Linked DNA regions of Sus scrofa: region 1 is linked to region 2. A link is a contact called in public Hi-C data. All regions are on one chromosome and are shown on one strand. The core of a region is the stretch at or near the end of the contact, and the rest is flanking DNA. Distances in the headings are between cores, read along the strand shown. Region 1 holds the start of MIER1 (mesoderm induction early response protein 1). Region 2 holds the start of SERBP1 (plasminogen activator inhibitor 1 RNA-binding protein).

Region 1 (2,723 bases), core at 27-2,526, 490 kb before region 2:
GCATCAGTATACAGGTAATTCTGAAAGGCAAAAAACAATAGTGCGGAAAAGAGGTTTAAACACTGATCCCAGCAACACTCCCACATTTAGGTATGGACGAGATGAGGTACCAGCAGAGTATTTTGAAAAGAGGTAGACATAAACCAAGGGGACAATTAAGGAGGGGTGGTGTTCCAGAAACCCAATTATGTGATTCGAAACTCAAGAAGTGATAAACTAGATGAAAACTGCTAATGAATGTGTTAGAAAAGAAACTGAGAAATGTCCAGTTGGATAGCTGGAGAGCTATTGCTTACCTTCACAAAAGCTATTTGTGTGTGTGTGAGAGAGAGAAGTGGTAGGATGGACAAAGACCTGAGTACCATATTCAAGAGAGAACGCAAGGTTCTCTTCCAAGTTCATTCAACAAGTTCTGCTAAAGAAAGACAGCTGGAAGAGACTGGAGAGCAGAGTCACAGAAGGCTTGAAAAGAGAGAACAAAAGTGGTCTGGAAGCATGGAAGGGCCGAGGAATTAGGAAACTTTAGTGGGGCTGCTAGACTAAGGGACCATATAAGTTTAAATGTGAGACAAATCGCCAGAGCTGTCTGCTTTTCTCCAGCCTCTCATCCACTGCTGCAGAACAACAGAACGTTGTGAGCTGGAATGAGTTTTAAGGGAGGATGGTATGAGGAGGAGGCAGGAAAAAACCTCGACTACAGCGCATAGCAATGTACAGTCTGATGAGTCATAGAAGTTGAGAGGATTGAACATCTCGGCACAATTTGAAGGCAAAAGGCTTGAGACTGCAGACCGAAAACAAAACAAAAAAACAGGAGTACTAGGACGAAAGGTAGTTCTAAACAAACTAGGTTCTTTTCTAAGAGAGCAAGCACAGCAGTAGAGGTTTAGAAAAGGATGTATTAGGTCAAGGAAGGAAACACTGCCGCCTAGGAGCTTCCAAGACTGCTGATTGAACACAGATGCAGTAAAAGGCTCTGAAAGGGCTCTCTCCGGGATCAGGCGGGATGGACTAAAGTTTCAGCGCCGGAACTTACACCCCGAGATTCTGCTGCTTGCGGCTGTTTACCGGAGAGATGGGCATGGCGGCGACCGGATGGGAGTGGTCGACCACCCCCTTCCTTGGCTGCTTCTGGAGACCCAGTATCCCAACCCTCGGCGTTAGCGGCTCCAGCTGAGGCACGGGAATGTTTGCCGGGCGTCATGGAGACAGTGGAGCCCTGGCTCAACAAGCGGCCGCGCGGTTGGCTGGCGGCTAGAGGCCCAGGAGGAGGGCGGAGGCGAAGGGGAGGGCAGAGGGTTGGCGGAGCAAGAGGAAGCTCCGGCCGACGACTAGAAGAAGGAGGCGGGCGGCCCGGGCCCCAGGCCCCTCCCAGGCTCTGAGTCTCCCCGGCTGCAGGCGGATGGATGGGGCTTCTTCAGGCGGTGGCGGCAGCAGCGAAGGTGGCGGTGGCAGCAGCGGCAGCGGCTGTAAGTGCAGCCTCCATAAACCATCTATCCTCTCCTAGTCCTATTTGGGATGAAGGGCTCTCCAAGTGTCCCCGGTACCCTTTTTCTCCTTCCCCTCCCCCACCGCACTGTATCGCCCGGAAGATCCTTAACTTCCGGGGAGGGGCTGAGAGATCAAGCCCTTCTTGCTCCCCCTCCCGAAGTGGCGCCGGCCACCCAGGGCGCATGCGCAGCGCCTCTCCGCCGCCCACCCCTTCCCAGCCGGGTCTTTTGCTTTGGCGGTGGTGGCTGCAGCGCCGGTCTTCCCCAGCATCCGCGGCGCGCTGGGAATCCGCTGCGGAGTGAGTTCGCCTCGCCCTGTCGGCTTCCGCCCCTTTCTTCAGTCTGATCCCGAACCTGGTCGGGGTGGGGCCAAGCTGATGGTGCCCGTGGCTCCGCCTCTTTGCCTCTGTATCACGGATTCGATCCCACTGCAGCCCTTGGGCGAACCGGCCCTTTTCAGAGGGAGTGAGGGAGGGAAGAGAGGCTCGAAGAAGGCGTTATTGTAAGGGAGTGAGGTCCTCGCAGCCCCACCCTGGAGACAGATGCCTCCCCCGCCTTTGAATGGCCTTGTTCTTTCAGCTTTTGGTGGAAAGATCTCTGGCCTGGAGCCCATCGCTAGTCTTCGCTATGTGACCTTGGGCGAGTCATTATCCACCTCTGGGCCCCATTTATCCCCAAAGCTTCCTCCAACGCTAAAACTCTTAATTTTGCAGAAAAGCTTATGCAATTACAAGACTGGCCCCTCCACTGAGGCCGCTTAGCTGAGACCACCCGGAGTTGAGTGAACCTTTCTTCAGTCATGGGTGGAATAAGGCGACCTATTTTTGGGGTCGCTTTTATTTCATTACCATCAGTTACAGACTGCATGACCCAAGGCTCATTAATGTTTTTCTAAAATTGTCGTGGGATTCCTGTCCCAATTCTTGACCGTGTTTTAAAAAATTAGAGACAGGGTGAATGGGGAGCTTGTGGTATCATCGTCTTTGGTCTCCTTACTACTGAGGCTCTCTTTCCTTTGATCCAGATGGTGTGGTGGCTCGATTCTCCCAGTGCCTGGCTGAGTTTCGGACGTGGTTAAGAACCAACTGGTTGAGGTTCAATGCAGACAAGACGGATGTGATGCTGGTAGGCAGGGGCACGCTTGGAGATTAAGGGAGGGAAAGTCCAAACTCCCTCAAGTAATATAAATGTTATATTACTCTTCTAGTGTATGAGAACGACTGATGGGCTAAT
Region 2 (2,700 bases), core at 108-2,607:
AGGTGCTATCACCGGTCGTCAGTGGGAATTCCCGCTCCTGTTCAACCCGGAGTGGCCAAATTTCTCTCCCTCCCAACAGCTTAACTCCTTCCAGCCAGTTATTAAGTTTGTAACGATTAAAGGGACGAAGAGGGAAAAATAAAGCCACATGCGGCACCTACAAAGAAAGGCAGCTTTCTCCACGATATCCGATAGGCTCGAGAGGATGGGTAGCTTTGGTGGAAACTCCGACCCCCGGCTTTGCTCAGGGTACCTCGCGCCATCCTGGGACAAGATGGCAGGACAGGAGCCTAAGAGAGACAATCGCACCTCGAAGCAGCAGGCTGCAGGAGAGCTCCGACAGGAAGAAGCCGCCGAGTCCCTGCTGCCCCGCTAACTACAAATGCCCGTGGAAGCAGCTCCCTTCCCCGAGCCCCGGTCCATGCGCCTGCCCGCCCGCCCAGGAATCCGGCGGGAAGACAAGAGCCTCTCAGGATCCCGAGCACGCTCGAGCAGCAGCTCGTCTCCGGACCACGCTCCTCCGCTCAGAGGCTGAGGCGGGAAGGGGGTGGCTCCAGGATCCTTGCAGGCGGCGGTTTGAACTTGGGGCTACCACGCTCCCAGCACCTTCGGAAGACCTGGCTTTGTCGTGTGGGGGAAACGCGAGAAAATCGGCGGCAAAGCCTCCCGTGGACCCTCGGACCCCAGAAGCAAGTGGTAGCTACAAGTCCCCTCAGTCCTTCCCTCCATCCCGGGTCTCCGTGGCTTCCACCACAGCTTTACCTTCTTTCTTAAGCGCCACAGGCGGCTGCGTCTCCTCCTTCTTGTCAACCACGCCAACGTTGGGGGGCAGCGGGTTCTTGCGGTCTTTCTGGGATTCTTTACGCAGCTGTTTGCCCGCCGCGTTGGAGTTGGTCTGCGCTGCGGCCTGAGCTGCGCTCTTGGCCCCAGGGCCCCCAACGCCGCCCCCGCCGGCTTCTTTTTTCTTGTTCTCTGCTGCCTTCAACACCTCGAAGGGGTCCGATTCGTCGTCAAATAACTGGTCGAATCGGTTGGTGACCACGCAGCCGAAGCCTTCCTGTAAGTGCCCAGGCATGATGGTGGCTCGGCGGCGCGTTCCTCCACGGATTGCAGCGGGCCGCGCCGAGCCAAGAGCGCCTGCTTCAGCTCTTCCCACAAGATGGCCGGGCTGCGAGAGGGGGGCCGTCTTCTCTTCCGGCGCCAGGCACACATCCGGTAGCGGCCAGCGCCGCAAGGCACCACGGGGTATGTAGGCAAGAGTCGCTTTTCCCGTGGCGATTCCCAGAGCCAGCACTACGATTCCCAGAGTTCACGGCGCGACAACTCTTCGCGCGCGCCTCAGAGGCGGGACCTCACCGAGGGAGTGGAGCGTGCAAGCTGAGGGAGGAGAAGCGCGGTGGTGGGCGGAGTTCTGCCACCTGCTCTCACCACCCTTAAACTCTCTGGGTCTTGAGCTGCGCTGAAAACAGGAAAACGTGAAGGCGTGTTTTCCTCGCGAAAGTTCTCAGTCTTCGGTTTTACTTCCCGCCTCCGGTCCAGGGCTAACTTTCCCCACCTCTCTAGGAGGGTCAAGGTGGCTACCAGTCTTATAAATGGAAACAAACTTCGAGGGGTTGCAGAGGTGCCGCTCTCTTCCAAGTGCCCCAGCTACTCAGTTGCTGGCGTCTCCCTCCTGCAGCCCCATTAATGAATCGAGACTCTTCTGCTTAATGTGAAGCGGAATACGCTTCCTCTCGCGGGGACTTGAACTCGAGCAGCAGAATTAACCTAAAAGACAAGTTGAAGTATTATATGTGAGTGTTGCGCGCTTGCGACCGGTGCTTTATTTGCTGTTAACTCCCGACAGTGCGGCGCTAGCCAGACCCTGGGCAAACCTCGAAAAGGCGTTGCTTATAGAAGAAACACTTTCTAGAGTCAATCTGATTGTCCGTTAGTGTCCGGAAAGGTACAGATTGGGTGTTTGTAAAATGTGCCAAAGAAGTAACATTTTAGAGCAACCGAATGAATGTGTGGTGTGCTAAAAAGTGCATTGAGGGGAGGAAAATGTCAGCGAATTGACTGTCATTATTAGTTGAAAATATTAAAGTCCTTTGAGATCATAGAGTGTCGATGCATATTCAAGCATATTTGGTAACACTAAGTTTAAATGTGTTGTCATAATTTTTAAACCTTTTTCCAGTAACGCAAAATATAGGGGAAAAAAATGCATCTCTATGTTCAGAGGCTATGAATGACCTTAATGTCAACAACCTGTTAGGTAGGTTTCCCTTTTCACAAATTAAAACCATTTCAGAGGTGAAAAGATTTACCAAGTTTACACTTCTGTAAATGCTAGTGCCAGGAGTTAACCCAGTCTTCTAATTCCACTCTGAGACGCTTGACATCCTTTTTAATCCAAATGCTACCTTTTGATAGAAGCCAGTCAATTATCAGTTCATTTCCAATATTTGATAAAATCTAAATATTGTTGCTTGTCAAGCAGGGTATGTAACATGGCCAAATGCAATCTTATCGATTTCTGAGAGGAATTCAAGTCAATTCCTTAACATGGGAAATAAAAGAGTCATATTACAGTCCTGTGGCAGCAAGCCTAGTGGTTTTCTAATTTCCAAATCCAGCCCCCATTCCTCAAAGTCACCTATTTCTCTTTTGCCTCGCACACACCTCCCTGTGGCACACACCTCCATCTCACACAGAGAC

What was found. Hi-C and Micro-C count contacts between places; a contact is called where the count stands out from the background.
Region 1: a contact with region 2 is called in a Hi-C map of liver, with 6 times the contacts expected there. The contact joins the promoter of MIER1 here to the promoter of SERBP1 in region 2. A contact is called at or near these places in 2 of 47 Hi-C or Micro-C datasets (embryonic fibroblasts and liver) and 1 of 2 datasets of contacts at active chromatin or transcription factors (alveolar macrophages).

Annotation. Positions count from the first base shown.
Region 1 is chr6:145,678,616-145,681,338 of Sscrofa11.1, reverse strand. It overlaps MIER1 (mesoderm induction early response protein 1), which reads left to right and starts at 1,276. Exons shown (of 14, transcript XM_021096499.1): 1 at 1,276-1,469; 2 at 2,515-2,615. The coding sequence starts at 1,403. WDR78 (WD repeat-containing protein 78) reads right to left here and starts at 1,204. Exons shown (of 19, transcript XM_021096495.1): 1 at 1,150-1,204; 2 at 1,100-1,147; 3 at 1,037-1,097. The coding sequence starts at 1,204.
Region 2 is chr6:145,185,208-145,187,907 of Sscrofa11.1, reverse strand. SERBP1 (plasminogen activator inhibitor 1 RNA-binding protein) reads right to left here and starts at 1,357. Exons shown (of 8, transcript XM_003127935.4): 1 at 763-1,357. The coding sequence starts at 1,075.